Regions from separate parts of the Mus musculus genome. Here region 2 is linked to region 1. A link is a contact called in public HiChIP or PLAC-seq data. All regions are on one chromosome and are shown on one strand. The core of a region is the stretch at or near the end of the contact, and the rest is flanking DNA. Distances in the headings are between cores, read along the strand shown.

What was found. HiChIP or PLAC-seq counts read pairs in DNA pulled down with a chosen protein or histone mark.
Region 2: a contact with region 1 is called in an H3K27ac HiChIP or PLAC-seq map of extraembryonic endoderm stem cells. The contact joins the enhancer-like site here to the promoter of Apela in region 1. A contact is called at or near these places in 6 of 15 datasets of contacts at CTCF or cohesin (the G1E-ER4 cell line, embryonic stem cells, hippocampal excitatory neurons and 2 more), 142 of 484 Hi-C or Micro-C datasets (the AML12 cell line, the AtT-20 cell line, the C2C12 cell line and 72 more), 19 of 115 datasets of contacts at active chromatin or transcription factors (PVALB interneurons, astrocytes, embryonic limb bud and 10 more) and 3 of 9 other capture datasets (adipose tissue, embryonic stem cells and embryonic tail).

The regions. Positions count from the first base shown.
Region 1 is chr8:65,035,133-65,040,985 of GRCm38.p6, forward strand. It overlaps Apela (apelin receptor early endogenous ligand), which reads right to left and starts at 2,204. Exons shown (of 4, transcript NM_001297554.1): 1 at 2,149-2,204; 2 at 1,758-2,011; 3 at 533-622. The coding sequence starts at 1,833. The coding sequence ends at 534. It overlaps Gm39183 (a long non-coding RNA gene), which reads left to right and starts at 5,834. Exons shown (of 4, transcript XR_870473.2): 1 at 5,834-5,853.
Region 2 is chr8:65,107,146-65,112,998 of GRCm38.p6, forward strand. It overlaps Smim31 (small integral membrane protein 31), which reads right to left. Exons shown (of 3, transcript NM_001352886.1): 2 at 1,161-1,294. The coding sequence starts at 1,272. Gm39184 (a long non-coding RNA gene) reads left to right here. Exons shown (of 3, transcript XR_870474.2): 3 at 2,431-2,721. Among named protein-coding and RNA genes, the nearest start is that of Gm39184, 5.9 kb to the left of the region's middle. Within about 2 kb of position 3,261, at least 7 of the 459 cell types and tissues checked have an H3K27ac peak or open chromatin away from gene starts, as enhancers often do. A contact at or near this core is called in the STO cell line, extraembryonic endoderm stem cells and stem cell-derived germline stem cell-like cells, where this site is marked.

The sequences.
Region 1 (5,853 bases), core at 954-3,453:
GATTTTATACATTAAGTTTGAAGAGTTAAGGCTGTCCCGTCATTGCCAAGAGGCTGGGTTAAAAATCTCCAAATGCTTTCAGGCTCACACTGCTCTAAAGAGGATTTGTGCATATCCTAGCCAGTGTTTGCTAAATCCATGTGTAGAGATACTTTTATAATTACATCCTCCCACAGCTTGATTTTCTTTAAATTGTTAAAGTTCTCAAACGTGTACAGTGTTTGGCTTCATATAACTATCATCCGGACTCAACAGCCATCGGTATCTTCACATTATCTATCTCCTCTTCTTCCTTTCACTCTTCCAGGCGTGATGCGTGCAACTCTTACACTTTTACATCACTGTAAGTCATGATACCGTCACAAACTAGGGCTACCTGTGTGTAGCTGAGTTGGGTCAGGGGGAGTTGGTGGGGGAAGCTCGAGGGCGAGGGCGCAGGGGGGAGGCGGGAGGGCGGGGGCAAAAGGGGAGGGGGAAGGCGCGGGGGGGGGGGCGGGGGCGGGGCGGGGCGGGGGCGCGGGGACAGGAATACCTCATGGGAAGGGCACTCGAGAATGAAGTGGAATGCATCTCCTGCGAAAGCAGTTGTGTCTGTATAGTTTTCTTCTCCTGGGAAAGTTAACTGAAGAAAGGAGAAATAAGGTCAGTTTTAAAAAGGAGAAAGGGGCAGCATCTGCACAGCAAAACCGTTCTGAGGTCGTTTGTTATCCCTTCATCCGAGATTAAGCGGTAAACAAATCACTTGGCTACACAGACACGCAGGTACATTCCTTCTGCCCGTGTTGGCAGTAAGACCTCGGCCGTGGCAGCCTTCTGGACATATTTCTTACACCCAATTCTCACACTTCTTTAAGGAATTAATGTAAGTTGTTTTACAAGAACACCGTCCAGGATACTCTATATTTTAGAAAACTAGAGATCCGAATTTTATTTTTTGGATTGAGTAGCGATTACTATAGGCAGTAAAGAAGGACCTTGTAACTTTTTTTCCCCTTATGTATGTAAAAAGAATGATTTGAATAACCTCAGAGCAATCAAAGTCCTAATTAAAAGCAGCGGCTGACTTTTCAGCCAAGACACTCCATCTTCCGTCTAACTAAAGGAACATTTTATCACGTCTGTACTGACACCCTTGGATAATGACTATTGTCATCTTTTGGTTGAAACTTGACCCTTCAACTTTATGTGTCAGAAAACTTAACGCTGACAACATACCTTTTACAGTTTTGCCTTAAACGTCATAATGATAAAAAAACCAAACAGTAATAAACAAACAAATAAACAAAACCTTGTCTTGTGTAATTAAATAACCAGAGATGGCAGGCAGTCAGTGGGCCAGTTTTATCATTTTACATTGTTACATCATGATTTTGGCTACCTCAACTTACAATGCCCTCCTCCAATCAGCAACATGCATGCTCTCTTGATAATCTGCTTAGATTTTGCATGTTACCTAAAAAAAAATCTAGGTTTATTAGTAGACCAACATTCTCCCATCTATTTACTTGTATGGATAATAGTTTTGAGAATTATTTTCTTGGAAAAATAATTGTAAAATACATAACAATATTTTAAAATGTCCAAATAGTATCCCACAATGAGATTGCTAAATGTACTTCAGAAATCCTATATATTTTCCTCAGTCCTATTAACTGTAAGTATACCCAAATAGTTCTCAGCATAAGCACATTTAGAGACCCAGAAGCACAAACAGGCAAACAAACAAGTTACCCTAGCCAGTTATTTCAAAAACCTACCTGGTTTCTGTTCACTGATAAAAAGGAGACTCATGGCAAAAATAAAAAATACCCAAAAAAGGGGCTGGAATCGCATCTTTTCTTTTCTTTCTCTTTTTTCTTTTCTTCTTTTTCTTTCCTTTTGTTTTTCTTTTTTCTTACACGCAAGTGAACAATAGCTCTTCAAGTAGAGAAATCGTCTGTAAATCGCAGTATCTGTCCGGCTCACCCCACATCCTATGGCCAGAACTCAGAGGGCTGCCAGCTGCCTTTTCCTGAAAAGGTTAATGATCACATCAGACAAGGTTACTGGTACTCCAGAGCTCCCAAGCCTCAAGCCCCTCCTCCATCCCTCTCCGCGGCTCCCTGCCACTCCCCCTTATTTCCATAAGCAAATATTGGTGAAATGGACCATTCAGGCACGCAGTAACTTAAGCGGGAAGTCTCTGCAAAGCTCCAAGGAGAGTCACTCCAATTCAATCTGTTTACGAAGAACTATGCAAAACGAAGCATTGCCTGCCTCCGCTCCCCTCCATTGCAATCTGTTTAAGCTTTGCATTGCCCATATTGATCCCACATGCAGGAAGCAGTGGAGAGGACGGGAAGTCTCCCTTGTGTCCTCTTGCAGAAGGAATGCTAGAGCTCTAACTGAGGGATTCCCAAATGCTTTGTATGGACTCTGGGTTGGAGCGCTTCCTCTTTGCCAGAGTTACTACAAAGTAGCGCCTATTTATATTAAATCTCCAAATGGCTTAATGTGTGTGGGTTCCCACCATCAGAGATTCCTGGAGTTTAGAAGGTTCAGAAGTAAATCTGTGAAATGTTTATCTTTTCATTTAAGTGCAATTTAAGAAGTGATGAAGGTCATTTTCATCTGCAAACATTCAAGAGTTTTTCAAAGGGAGTTCAGGCAAGCCACAGACATAAAATGCTCTGCTGTAAACTTGTAAGTGGTGGCGTGTCAGGTAAACGTCACCGGCACGGAGACCAGATTGCAGATGGAGAAAGAATGTTGTAGCTGGTTTCTAAACAGTCAGAAGAAACAAAAGGAGTCTAGTTTTTGTCTTGCACATCCACCCGCATCTCCTGTCTGAGGGCTTTCTTACCTGTAATACAAGACTGTTGGATCTGAGAAGTATTGTAATTATTCTAATGAAGAAGGCTATGTAGCTATACTCTGACAGATAAGTAGACCCAAGCACATGTAAGCGGTTGTGAATTGTCAGGAATTTTGTTCCATTTTGGCATCTTTAAAGTCAGGTGGTGGTCACACACAATCTTGGGCTTCTTAAGGTTTGAAATGCAAAAATTATTTTGATTTTACAAATTAGTCTGTACAATTCCATATCTGCCTAGCTATTCCAGATTATACAGAACTTTAAAAAATTCTTAAAAAAATTTTTTTTAATTATTTAATTATTAAATGTGGTGGCACCTATCTTTAATCCCAGCACTCAAAAGACATAGGCAGGCATATCTCTGTGAGTTCCAGGACAGCCTGGTCTACATAGCAAGTACTGGTACAGCCAAGGCTATATAAGAGAGTAACCCTATCTCAAAAATAGATGATAGAAGATAGATAGATAGATAGATAGATAGATAGATAGATTTTATTTATTTATTTATTTATTTACCTGCATGTATGTCTGAGCACCGTGCGTATGCAGTGCCCACAGAGTCCAGAAGAGGACATCAGGTCCCCTGAGCTGTAGTTACAGGCAGTAGTGAGCCCCTGTGTGTGTGCTGGAATGAACTCAGGTCCCCTGACAGAGCAGCACCTGCTCTTAACTGCTGAGCCATTTCTCCAGACCTGTTTTATAGTTATTGTTGTTGGGCTTTTTGTTTGTTTTTAAAAGAAATTTTAAGGTATAAGCCAGATGTGGTAGCACACACCTTTAATCCCAGTATTCAGGAGGCAGAGGCAGGTTAATCTGAGAATCTGAGGCCAGCTTGGTCTGCAGAGCAAGTTCCAGGACAGCCAAGTCTACACAGAGAAATGCTGTCTCAAAACAAGAAACAAACACCAAAAAACCCCACCAAAAACAAAAACAAAGAACTGTGTGTATGTGTGTGTGTGTGTGTCTGTCCAAGGAGGTAAGAAGAGGGCGTTGGATCCCCTGACACTGGTACAGAGAACACAGTTCATACCGTCAGGAAGAGTAGTAAGTACTCTTAACGACCAAGCTGTATTTTAAGCCCTAGTATAGTCTTTTATAGTTGAAATAATGGCCTTAGCTAAACAGCAAGTGTTGATTTAAGGGAAATTCTCATGTGTGGTGGCCCAACACCTAGGAGACAGAGTCCAGGCTGTTATTGATGAGTTTGAAGCCATTCTGGACTATATAGGGAGTTCCAGGCCAGCTTAGATTATAGAGAGACCCTGTTCTTTCTGGAGAAACTGGGGTTCCCTTTCATGAATTCTTAGCCTGATCAATAAAAGAATTTTAAAGTAGAATGGATAAAAGGAAGCTCAAGGATCATTTTATTAGAGTTTAAGGGGAACAAAAGGATAAGACAGGCAAGGTCTAAGTCTTGGAAACTGCCCAGAAGAGGAGGATGAAGAGGAAAGGGGAGGAGGAGAGGGAGGGAGGGAGGGAAGAGAGATCAAAGTAGTTAAAGTATTTATTATTCTCCCTGCTTCCTTGATGAAGGAATTGATAGCTAAGAAAGAAGAGTGGATAGGGTCAATTCCATGATCTGAGTTTTCAGCCGTTTTGTTCTAGTTTCTTCTTTAATGTTCGAATTCTAGATGCTATCTTAAAAGTAGCTTACAAAAGCCAGTATAACAATAAGGGTAGGCTGGGCCTGGTGGCACCCACCTTTAATCCCAGTATTTGGGAGGCAGAGGCAGGCAATCTCTGTGAGTTTGAGATCAGCCTGGACTTCAGAGCCAGTTCCAAGACAACCAGGGCACAGAAAAAACCCTTATCTTAAAAAAACAAAAATGATTGTAAAAATGAGAGTATTTCTTGGATGTGCTAGGGCATACTTTTAATTCCAGTGATAAAAGGGAGAAAGAATTCAAGGCTGTTCTTCACTATATAGGATTTCTAGGCTCAATAACTATGTATAGATCCTCTCTTAAAAGGAAAAAAAAAAAGATATCCAAACTGCCGTCTAGATTTTTTATCTACCCCTAGATAAACGCAACTCTAAGCCTTTATCAGAGAATACCACAGAAGCTTCACTTGTGATGGAGTAGAGTAGCCCATACAGAGAGTCACCAGTGGAGGAAGGACAGAGAATGTGACTGTGGTATGGTGTATCACCCTAACCACAAGACTCAAGGAATATGGTAGAAAAGAGCTAGAAAGAAGCCAGAGGTTGGGGGGGGAGGTGCGGGGGGAGGCAGTCAAACAGTGTCCTCTGGACATAACATGATTGATGAGCTCATGAACTCAGCACAAATGTGGTTATCCACACAAGGCATCCTTCAACATTTCATCATGGAAGGGAGAAGGGCTACTGGGACCCCACCCCTTCCTGAGGGACTATTGCTAGTTAATGGTGGCTGAGGAGAGGGTTAGGGTTAGGGTTTTCTTCACTGGTGTAGCTACTTAGAGGTTGCCCCTGCTCCAGCAAGTCATCCCCCCACCACCACCTCGTCTTACCCAGCAACCCTAGCTAAACTAACTAGCCATACACAAAGACAGGAAAACAGGATGAGAAGTAGTCGAGAACAAGACAGGTTTCCATGGGAGAAGGACAGGGTAAGACCAGGCAATGGGGATGAAAAGGACTAAAATTCATGATATACATGGATGATAACTTCAAAGAATATGGTTTTTAAAGATACATTAACAACCTATTTCTTTAATAAAGGTCAGTAGAGTCCCTTAATAATCTATTTCTTGAATAAAGGTCAGTCAGTAGAGTCCCTTCAAAGTGTGTGTCAGTCTAGAACTCAGAGTATGATGGTTTGAATAGGAATGGCTCCCATAGACTCATGTGTTTAAAGGCTTGGTCTCCAGGGAGTGGCACTATTAGGAGGTGTGGCCTTGGTGGAGTAGGTGTGTCACTGGAGGGTGGGCTTTGAGGTTTCAAATGCTCAAGCCAGGCCCACCGTCTGTCTCTCTCTTCCTGCTGCCTGCTGGTCCAGTCCTTTCTCCAGCATCAT
Region 2 (5,853 bases), core at 2,011-4,510, 73 kb after region 1:
TTCCCATTCAGGGTCCTAGAACCATCCGTAATTTCAGTTCAAGGGAGTGCAATGCCCCTTTGGACCTTCTCAGGCACCAGGCTTGCATGTGAATACCTACATACATGCTGGAAAAACGTTAATAAACAAAACGTAAAAAATTAAAACAAAACAAATCACCACAAAGACAGACAGGCTTATTGGCTCATGCCTTTAATCTCAGCACTTGGGAGGTAAAGAACACTGAGGGTTCAAAGCCATCCTGGTCTATATAATAAGTTATAGGCCAGTCAAAGCCACATAGTGAGACCTTGTCTCCACCACAAACAAAAACGAAAATCTACAAGCACTGTTTGTTTATGAGTTTATTTTATTCCCTATAAATATGGAAAATGTCCTTGGGATGTGTTTATATATACATGTATAATTTATCATTGATTCTGCATAAATCTTGGTGGGACCTAGGCTACCTAGCATACTAGTTAGATGATACGCCTCTGTCTTAACATTTGCTGTTACAGCTGGGCAGTTCGAGGCCAGCCTGGTCTACAAAGTGAGTTCCAGGTCAGCCAGGGCTACACAGAGAAACCCTGTCTTGAAAAACCAAAACCAAACCCAAAACCAAACCAAACCAAACCAAAAAAATTTTTTTTTGCTGTTACTGCCAAAAACATGATACTGGGTTTAAAATACATTTTTTTGCATGTTTGAGCTTTGATGAAAATTAATTAATTTTTAAGACAGAGTTTTTTGTGTTTCAGGCTAGATCTTGAACTTTTGGTCCTCCTGCTTCTACCTTCAGAGGGCTGGATTAGAGATCTATGCCACTGCACAGAGCGTATGAACTTCTAAGGGCTTCCTATATGCTAGGTAGGCACCACATCAGCTGGGCCTGCAGCCCTAGCAGCGACTAAGCTACATTTTCAGAACCTGAGAAGAAGCTGTTTTAAGACTCCTAATGCTGATCCTTCCCAAATGAACCCTCACGCACGCACGCACGCACGCACGCACGCGCACGCGCACACGCACACGCACGCACGCACGCACACGTGCGCACATCACCCAGCAGACTCATTCTCATACGCAGAGTAGAAATGAAACCAAATCCAGCTGTACAGAAAGATGATTGTGAAGAAAAAAACCAGCATCCAGGAAGCACCCCCCCCCCCCTTTCTTTTTACCTTCATTCCTCTCATTAGGGCTGGTGTAGATGGAAGCCAGAGTAAACAAGGAAAAGATGAAGAAAGCCAGTAAAATGAACGCCACCTCCAAGTTGGTGAATGGTAGCTCCATGGAAGACTAACGGTGTTTTCACCTACAGTAGGAAACAAACATTGGCTTAGAACACGGTGATCCAGTGAACTGCCCAGCAATATTTACTTTAGAATCAAACACATGTGCAGTAAGGCTTTACCCAAATACCCATGTACCCAGCGCAATGTACTTTGCCTTGGTAAAAATGAAGTATGACGAGGTGTGGTGGCACATGGCTGTTATTTCAGTATTAGGGAGGCCAGGGTAGGACAAGTGTGAGCTGAGGCCAGTATAGTCTATAGAGCCAACATTCTGTCTAAGAAACCCAGCCCAGCCCAACCCCCAAACAAGTGTATAAACAAAAGCCAAGACAAGGGAGCTGGAGAGATGACGCAGTGGATAAGAGCACAGGCTTTTCTTACAGATGACCTGGATTTGGTTCCTAGCACGTTCATGGCAACTCACAACTGTCTTTAACGTCATTCTAGGGGATCCCAGGCCCTCTTCTGCCTCCTCAGGCACCAGGTTTGCACATGGTACACATACATACACAGAGACAAAACACTCATACATAAAATCAAGATAAATAAATGTTAAAAAGAAACAGAAAGATTACTATAGTACTAGGGTTGGAGGTAAAAGCACTCGGCAAACATGCACGAGAATCTGAGCTTTGATCCCAGAATCCTTGCAAGAAGCCACATGTTGGGGCTGGAGAGATGGCTCCGTGGTTAAGAGTATGCATTGAGGTGATTCCTAGCATCCACCTAGTGGAGTGACTCTTAATTGCCTGTGACTTCAGCTTCAGGGCCCGACTTTTCTGTCTTTTCCTGTACACACACACACACACACACACACACACACACACACACACACGAACAATTGAAAATAATAAAATCTTAAAAAAAGAAAAAAGCCTAATGTGGCTGTGCACACACCAGCGGTATTGTGGCTATAGACAGGAGGGGCAATGGAGCTTGCTGGTTGACAGTCTATCCCCAGGTGCAGTGAGATGCACTGTAAATGCAGCAGGAGGCAGGTGATAGAGGAGGACTCAGTGTCCTTGATCTGTCAGAGCTCATGCACACACACCTTAGTATACACAGGTGCGTGTGTGCACACACATGTACATACACACACACAAAGCTGCAGTATCTTGCTTGGAACAATTGCTGACTATCTTTTTATGTCTTTTAGACAAGTGCCAACTATTTGAAACACTGCCAAGAGCCTAGAAGAATTTTGAAGACACAGAAAGAGTGGCCACATCTTCCTACCACAACTCACTTCAAGTCCTTCATCTGCTCTGTGAGGAAGTAATTGTCAGTCTCTTTCTTAAGGCCTCAGGTTCCTCTGAGTGTGGTATTCAAATGATCTCAACACATTCTCTAGGTGGAATTCTGGGCTAGGTCTATCTGTCTGCCCGTCTGTCTCTCTGTCTCTGCCTGTTTGTCTGTTCATCCCTCTCCCTCCACCCCTTGTGTGTGTGTATGTGTGTGTGTGCGTGTGCGTGTGTGTGTATGTGTGTGTGTGTGTGTGCATGTGTGTGTGTGTGCATGTGTGTGTGTGTGTATGTGTGTGTATGTGCGTGTGTATGTGTGTGTGTGTGCGTGTGCGTGTGTGTGTGTGTATGTGTGTGTATGTGTGTGTGTGTGTGTATGTGTGTGTGTGCATGTGTGCAAGCCACAGTGTGTGTATGAAGGTCCCAGGACAACTTTGTGGGTTCTGTTCTCTTTTTCCATCTTTCTGTGAGTTCTGGGGATGGAACCCAGGCCATGAGTCTTGGGCAGTGTTTTACTGCTGAGTCATTTCCCTGACCCCTGGTAAGAAAGTGAAGATCGAAGGAAAAATTGTAATTGGGAAATATCACAGGATTCATTTTGAAGGGCATACAGGAGAATGAGGGCTTTTTATTGGCTAAGTGAGGGAGCAGAGGGGACCCCAAGGCTCATTCAAGCGGGAAGGATATGAGGCTCACCACTAAAACCATCTCACAGACTTGTGTGAATTGAGTGTGGAGAATGTCAATCCCACGGTCAGCAGAGAAACACGGTCATGCACATCTTGTAACTTATTAATATTTTGAAATGAGATGGATCACATCTGTTTTTCACGGACTGTGAAGATTGTTAATCCTGCTATGGAGCCCTAGAAACCAGAATTTATTTTGATTGCCACTGTCCAGGAAAACAGAGGAGGCAAGAAAAGAGAAGTCTGGCGCCACCTGCTGGCATCTGCATGCAGGTGGTTAGAGATGGAAGTGACTGAAGGACTGAATTCAGGGATGCCACATGATTGCCTGTGTGATACCACGTACTAGTGTAAAATGACCTTACAGACCCCCCAGCTTCATTCCATGCCTGGAACAACACTCTTGCTTGAGTGTGGTGGTGCAGGACTTTAATCCTAGCTTCAGGAGACAGAGGTAGGTGGATCTCTGTGAGTTCTAGGCCAGCCTGGGCTACAGAGTGAATCCTTGTTTCAAAGTAAACAAACAAACAACCCCCCCACTCCCCCCAAAAAAAAGCAAAACCCTGAAACAAAAGCAAAATAAAAACCCACTTTAGCTTGTTTGTTTTGAGTCAGGGTCGTGTCACATAGCCCAGGCCCGCCTTTAACTGGTTATGTTTGTCCTGCCCCAGCTTTCCCCGTGCTAGGTTTGTGCTTCCATGCCTGGCTTTATATAACCTTCTACTTGTCTATCTATTTGCTTACTTAGTGGCTAGGGGGCTGAACCTTGTGTCTATTGGGCAGGTGCTTTACAGCTGAGTTGTAGCCTTAGGTGAAACACTGATGTTAGTGTAGGCGTTCAGGATGGAGGGAATCACGGATGTTTTCTGGACATAGGTCACATACAGTGGGCTCTTTCTGTGCCAGCATCCCTCAGGCTGTCATTCTAGTAACAATACACAAAAGTAGCATTGTTTCTGTTGAGAAGGGAAAATCTGGGTGAAAAGACACAGTAGGTGGGTGATACTGTCAGACGCTTTTGACTTCTCAAGGAGGAACCTTTAGGTCTGTTGGAGGTTTGAGGGCAAAGAGCCCATGAACAGGCACTCTCTACCACCATGACCTTAATTCCACAAAAGAAGCTCTTACCACCATCATCTGGATGTGAGAACTAGTCAACATGTATTGTCTTCAGGCTGGGGGGGGGGGGAGGCACAGTTCAGTGGTAGAATGTATAGTTAGCATACCTGCTGTCCTGGGTTCAGTTTCCAGTGTGTTTATTCACACACACCCTACATACACACATAAACACATATCATAACACCCACACACCATACCACTTACATACACAAACACATACATTCACATATGTCACATGCATGTTCCATATACACACAATAAACATATATCACACATACAACACACATACCACACATACACACACATCATATATACATCACACACTACATACACCACATACACATGCCACATACAAATACATAAACACACACCCCATACACATACTACATACACACACCACAATATATATATATACCTACTACACACACGTACACTCACGCACTCCACATACCACATATACCACATATACATTCCACATACACAGGATAAAATATACCATACACTCATACCACACACATATACATACCACATATACACACAAAAACACATACCACACCACACACATATATACACAAACACACCACATGCACACACACACACACACACACACACACACACACTGTATTATTTCTGGTGTTTCCTTATCATTCCACATTTTTGAAATTCTTTTAGGCACACTTGAAAAACAGTGGCTTTTTTTTTCTTGGATTGCGTACCACCCACACTGGTTCTGTGGAATCTTTAGTTTTCTCTTTTCTCTTTTGCAAAGTAGTAAGGAAACTTGATGCAAAAGCAAAGCAGTATGGGTCAGACACGCCCGGAGGAGGGCGGGGCTTCTTAGGAGTGCTCAAGGGCCTGTGCCCATGTGCCCATCTTATCAGTCTCCTTGCTTACTAGAGAAACACATGCCTTTACACAGTTTGCAAATCAGGATACTTGATGCAGAATGAACCACGAGTTCCCTGCAGCTTCTCTTAAGGGTGAGGGCTACCTGCGTATTTAGTAATAGAAGACTAGCTTGGGCTACAAGAGCACTTGACAAGCCAAACCAACTTCTCCACCACCCTACTTTACTGGCCTTAAGAACTGATCCACTAGATTTTGTTATTTGTCTGTCCAGCCCCACAAACAGCTCTCTGTTGTTCACCTCCATGTTGGGAGGGCTTAAAAAAATGACTTCTTTGTAGCAAAAATTTCTTTCTTTGTCTCTTCTTTTGAGATAGCATCTCATGTAGCCCAGGCTGGCCTCAAGCTTTCTATATAGGGCGTATGACCTTGAACTGCGGATTCTCCTGCCTCCATTCCCTGGGTGCTGTCTGTGGTCATGGTCTACACAACTATATTTGGTGTGTGGGACTCTGGAGCTCAAATCCTGGTCACACTATCCACTGAGCTACATACACAGCCTATAATAAATAATTCTTTGAGTATTCCTTGATTTGATTGGTCATCGATGAAAGAAGTCCAGGGACATGCAACTCAGTGTAAAAATCTGAATTTCACGGGGATGGAAAATGTGTGCTGTAGATA